2 separate regions of the Pan troglodytes genome follow, and region 1 is linked to region 2. Evidence: chromatin contacts called from public HiChIP or PLAC-seq data. All regions are on one chromosome and are shown on one strand. The core of a region is the stretch at or near the end of the contact, and the rest is flanking DNA. Distances in the headings are between cores, read along the strand shown. Region 1 holds the start of KDM3A (lysine demethylase 3A). Region 2 holds the start of RMND5A (required for meiotic nuclear division 5 homolog A).

The links. HiChIP or PLAC-seq counts read pairs in DNA pulled down with a chosen protein or histone mark.
Region 1: an H3K4me3 HiChIP or PLAC-seq map of stem cell-derived excitatory neurons shows a contact between it and region 2, with 2.2 times the contacts expected there. The contact joins the promoter of KDM3A here to the promoter of RMND5A in region 2. A contact is called at or near these places in 1 of 7 Hi-C or Micro-C datasets (stem cell-derived neural progenitor cells) and 1 of 1 datasets of contacts at active chromatin or transcription factors (stem cell-derived excitatory neurons).

Annotation. Positions count from the first base shown.
Region 1 is chr12:36,308,085-36,310,784 of NHGRI_mPanTro3-v2.0_pri, forward strand. It overlaps KDM3A (lysine demethylase 3A), which reads right to left and starts at 1,355. Exons shown (of 26, transcript XM_525805.8): 1 at 1,035-1,355; 2 at 267-482. The coding sequence starts at 452. LOC134807803 (a long non-coding RNA gene) reads left to right here and starts at 1,253. Exons shown (of 2, transcript XR_010149077.1): 1 at 1,253-1,591; 2 at 1,904-2,700.
Region 2 is chr12:36,035,370-36,038,069 of NHGRI_mPanTro3-v2.0_pri, forward strand. It overlaps RMND5A (required for meiotic nuclear division 5 homolog A), which reads right to left and starts at 1,272. Exons shown (of 9, transcript XM_016948908.4): 1 at 674-1,272. The coding sequence starts at 815.

The DNA of each region.
Region 1 (2,700 bases), core at 105-2,604, 270 kb after region 2:
AGTGGGACACAGCACCGGCATTAATGAAGCGTGTCTGAACAACCCTAAGCCCATTATTAAAGCCAGGCAGCCAGGAGCTGTGGGCCAAACACAACTCGGCTCTGTACAACCATTCCAAAGACTTTCAAGATCTAGCTTCCTGCACCTTCAGATCATATGCCAACTTTCTGGTCTCCGTTTTCAGAAAACGGAAGGAGGGAACCGATGGTCGCGTTACCACGGTAACTGCGAAACGTCCGGTGGCAGAGGCCCGGAGCCGCCTGTACCTTCAGATCCTTCTTGGTAACGTCGGTGTGGGAGACAGCTCGAATGGTCCCGGAGAGCCAGGGCCACTCGGCGACGCGCTCCACGTCCCAACTGTCGTGGCTGCCATCGCTGCCGTCGGCTGCGGACAGACTGAGAAACCTCTTCCCCACCAATACCGGCCAACTTTCTCCGAGCGTGAGCACCATGGTTTCCACGCCTGCAGGAAGAGCTCCTCCCTGCAAAAACACAAAAACAAAATGCGACGGGGGCGGCCGGTGGGAGGGGGCCGGGCGGAGACAGCAGAGAGAGCGGGCGGAGGGCGCCGAACCCGCGCGAGGACGCGGCCCCGGGCGGACCCGCACCGAGCCCCCCTCCTGCGCGCCCCCGCCCCCCGGCGCCCTCCCCCGCCACACACCCGGGTCCCAGCGCCGCGTGACCCTCGCTCTCCCAAGTTTGGCTTTTCTAACAGCTCAAACGCAACCGCAGAGGGAGTGAGGGAAAAATTATCTGCGGCTCGAGTGGATTTGAAAGTGCTCAGCCCCCAGCCCCGAAAAGAAAAGGCCCCTGGTGCAGAGAGCCGGTCCCGGGCGGCCCCGCGGGGGAGGGTGGGCGAGCCCGCGATTCCGCACTTGCCCCGCCGCCCCGCCCCGGCGCCCAGCTCCCCGGCCCCGAACCCCGGGCGCCCGTCTCCCGGGCCTGCGCCGCTGCCAACGGGCGGCGGGGCCGCGCGCTCGGCGCTTTCACCTTTCTTTCCCCTCTCCCCGCAGCCGAGGCCGCGGCGCTCTTACCCCGCCTCCCGCCTCCCTGAGTCACCGGCGGCAGCCGCCGTTTCCAGCCGCCTAGCCGACTCCAGCGCTGACTTGGTTCAAGAGCTCTCACAAGACACGCACAGCCTCCTGGACCCGCCCCCCTCGGAGCCGCTTCCGCCGCTCATTGGCTGAGACACAGGAGCTGGGCGAGGCTCCGGGGGAAACAGACCATCACCATTGGCCCCCCGGGCGAGGGCGGGGCCAGAGAAAAAAACAATTCCTTGGCTGCCTCCTCCCTTTCCCCTCCCCCTTCCGACTCCCGGGCGACCCCCATTAGGTTAAAGTACACAGAGAATAAGCGAGTGATCCCTCCGCCACAGGCCTATTCTTTCCATTTGTTGCCTCACAATATGCAAAAAAAAGTCCCGCGAAATCGGTTATCAACTTTGGGGCCCGGAGGAAAATTGCTGTGGCGCATAGATAAGACTGAATGGCGAGATCCTGAGCTATAAGTGCCTATTGGATTGTTCTTCAAGTGCGTAGGCTGTCGACCGAAGATGAGCCTTCCACTTGGCGGAAGAATCTCACAGGAAAGGGTGAGGGCGGTGCAGGGTTGGCGGGGGAGGGAAGGGAAGAGAACGTGCGGTTTCAGGCGTACTCAGCTAGAGGGAGGAGCGATAGTGCTCTGGAGGCTCGTGCGCAGGCGCCTCTCCGAGCTTAGGCTGCTGGGCGAAATGGCTGCGGGAGGCGCAGGCGCACGTGGTGTTGATCGTGGAACGTCTAAAGTCCGCCATTTTGAAGGATAAATGAAGAAAGGCGTGGAGTTACTGGATAATGACGTTCATTAAATTTAGAGCAAAAGAGACCTTTAAATACAATGTATAATGAGATTTTTTTTTTCTCCAAAGGGGGATTGAGAAGGTATTCAGAGACTTACAAAGAAATTTAAAGTAGTTGAAGGCCATAATGAATGATGCAAGAGATGAAAGAGAAGGTGACTTTGAAGGACAAAGGAGTTTAGAGGTGATTGTGTGCTCTGGACCTGAAGTATTTTGATTGAATGAAAAAGAAATGGAATGAAGAAATTGAAGATATGTTCATAAAGGCTAGTGTTTGACATTACATCACATTTAATCCTTAAGAAGAACTCATGCCTCCCATTTTACAAGTGTGGAAACGTATAATCAGAGAATGTTTGGAAACATATAAGGGATTATAGATGCAAATCAACTCTGGATGTTGATTTTCAATATACATATTCTGAATGTGATTTTAAGTTTTTAAACTTAGTAACAGAAGAATTAAATTGGCTTTATAATCTGCAGACCATTTAAAGGAAGGGGGCTACTAAATGAGAAGAAAAAACCTATCCAGCTGAACAGAAGGCAGAAATGGGAACGAGATAAGCAAAAGAAACCAGAACATATGGTAAAAATGTTTTTAATGTGAAAAGTCCAAACATCAGTATTTACAATAAATGTAAATGGGTTAATTTCACTCACAAGTTTTAAAAGACAGTTGGGAATAAAAGGACAATCCAGCTGTAAATTGACCGTAAACAAACGCTTACAACACAGGAAGCTTGAAAATACTGGGCTAAAATATTTAATCAAATGGTAGCCAAATGAAAGCAATATAGCAATATTAATACAATTAAAAGTATCAAAAGAGAAAGGATTTTATATTAAAGGATAAAGTCCATGAA
Region 2 (2,700 bases), core at 22-2,521:
ATCAGAAGGTACACTAGGAGAACAGAAGGGTTGAATTGAGCTGGTTTCCAAGGAACCATGTCAGAGCCGCTACGGAGTTAAGAGCTGCGTCCACACAGCAGCCAAATCATGAAGTTGCAGGAGCGGCTGTTGTTAACCCACAGCTAAGAATAACGCTCGACTTTCCAAAATAAAACGAAGAAACGAAGTCCCCTGGCCAAGGATTCGGGGCGGCACAGAGGGGAAAGGGAGCTTCCTGCACTGCCCTCATCACTCAGAGCCTGGGGTCCCAGGCGATTCACTCACCGCCCGCAGAACAGCGCCGCGGGCACCACGTGAGACTCCCGGGGCCGGCTGGGGGCGGGGGACGAGGGGCGCCCACTCGGGGGTCGGCAGTTTGCAGGTGCGGTGGGCGGCCCCCTCACCCACGTTTATCCGGACTGGAGCCCGCGGCTCCCGGCTGGGTTTCCGGGTGGTTCGCGCTCCTTCTGAATTGGCAGCGAGGTCGCGGCAGGTTCGAGGTAAAATCGGACGAAGAGGAGAAAAAGTCTCAGGGGTCTGGGGGCCTCCGCGCCTCAGGGGAGGCAAGGGCCGGGCCAGAGGCGCGAGGGTGGGTGAGGGATTCCCGCCGCAGGGCCGGGACCGGGGCTCGGGCAGTGGGCCCTGCCCCGCGCGCCCACGCGGGCCGCCCTACCGTGGCTCTGCAGGATCTCGTGCTTGAGGCCGCCGGTGTAGTCGATGAGCTCCTCCAGGCCGCGCTCGCACAGCTGCCCGTAGCCCGAGAACTTGTGCAGCACCTTCTCCAGCTCGCGCTCCACCGTCACGCACTGATCCATGCCGGAGGCGGCGGCGCTCGGCTCCTCGGCGCCCAGGTGTCCGCAGCCGTTCGGCCCGGGCCCCGCCGAGGCCGCGTCCTGCTCCTCGTTCCCCAAGCGGGCGGCGCGGGAGGCTGAGGCGGCCGAGGCGGCGGGCGCACTAGCCGCGGCGCCGGGGGAGCCCCGCGCAGCCGGAGCCCGCCTGCCCCATGGCGCCCTAGCCCCCTGGCGCGTCGCCGCTGCTCCCGTTCGCTCGCTGCACTCGGCCCCGCGTCCCCAGGCCCCGCTCGCGACGTTCGGGTGCCTGCGACGGCGCGGCCGATTGTTTTTGTTTTCACGGGAAGCGACCGATGACCTGGTTCTCCCGGGCGGCACCAAGCGCCGCCGACTGGGGGGAGGGGGATGGCCACCCGGGCGAGGAAAGGAGGCGGCGCGGGCCGTACCAAGTACACCCTCGGGGTGGGGGGTGCGACCCGGCGAGAACGGGCGGAGGAACGCGACGGGCGCCCACACGCGCCGCCACTCTAATGGTGTGGGCCGTACCACACGGAAGGCGTGCGAGGGAGAGGGCGAGGGTGGAGCGAGGCCCCAATTGGCCTGAGTAGCTAAATAGGGAACTTTGGAGACAGCCCCAGCGCTCGGAGAGCGCTACAACTACGCGCTCCATAAACAAGGAGGCGGAAACCGGCCCTCACCACTCCGCCCAGAAGCGGGGAACCCCAACCAATGGGCGCGGGGAGTCGTAAGAAGCCAATCCCTGGCCGAGGCGTAAGCCTTCAGCCAATCCGGGCTGAGGGGCCAAACCAACGGGCTCGCTGTTGGAGGGGGTGACTTGGAGAGCGTACCGAGAAACGAGTAGTTTATGGAAAGCCTTGGGGGAAAACTAGACAAAAATACAAAGGGCTGTTTTCCATAGGACGTCGCCCTGACCCCAATTTATTTCGTCTCCTCATCGATCTTAAGGGAAAGGGGTACCGTCATTCCGAACTTTTGGGCGACGGATCCATCTCCCGGGATGAAAAACCAAGCCAGGCCGCCCGGGGGCTGGTGCTGCGTCGGCGGGGGGTCCCTAATGGGAATTAAAGGCGGGGGTGATTGGGCCCGGGTGAGGGGAGCCGCTTGCTGCTCGCGAAAGCCCCGCGCCGGCTGTCAGCGCTGCCCCGGGCTTGCGACACCCAGGAGGTCATGTCCCCATCCCCCGCGGGCCCTGGCCCTTTGGCCCCTTGGCCTGGAACCTCTCCTGACGGTGGCCTCGCCCCAGAGCCATGTGCCGGGCAGCTTAGCAGGGTGGAAAGAACACGCGCTGGAGAGCCGGGCAGCCTGGCCCTTGCTCCCTAGGAAGCCTTATGCTATCGGATCGGATCGGCTTTACCCCCTCGGGTAAATCCTTCCCATCGCTTGCTATGGAGTCTCCAGCCTTGGCCTAGACCTCCTTGATCAGCATCGGCTGCACTACCTTTGCATTTCTTCAGGAGCCCAGCTAGTTCGTGCCTCAGGGCCTCTGCACTTGCCCTTTCCTTGGCCCAGAAAACTCTTCTCCTACCTTTTTCATCCTGAAGTTCTTCTCAGCTCACTTGTCCCCTTACAGGGTCCTCCCCTGGCTGACCACACTAATGTACTTCCTCCCCACCGTTAATACCATAACACATTTTATTATTTCCACACCACTTAAACTCTGAAATGATCTGATGTTTTATTTTTCTGTCTGCACCACTTACATAAAACCATGAAGGCAGGCCCCCTGCTTGTCTAAATTTTTTGCCTAGAACAGCCCCTGGCGTGAGGTGGTAGGCAATTCTTTTTCTTAAATTAACGTGATAACGTTTTTGAGCCTTAACTTCCGTATAACTGAGAAATAATTGGAATTAATACTTAACTAAATTGTTAGATAAAGGAGAATATATGT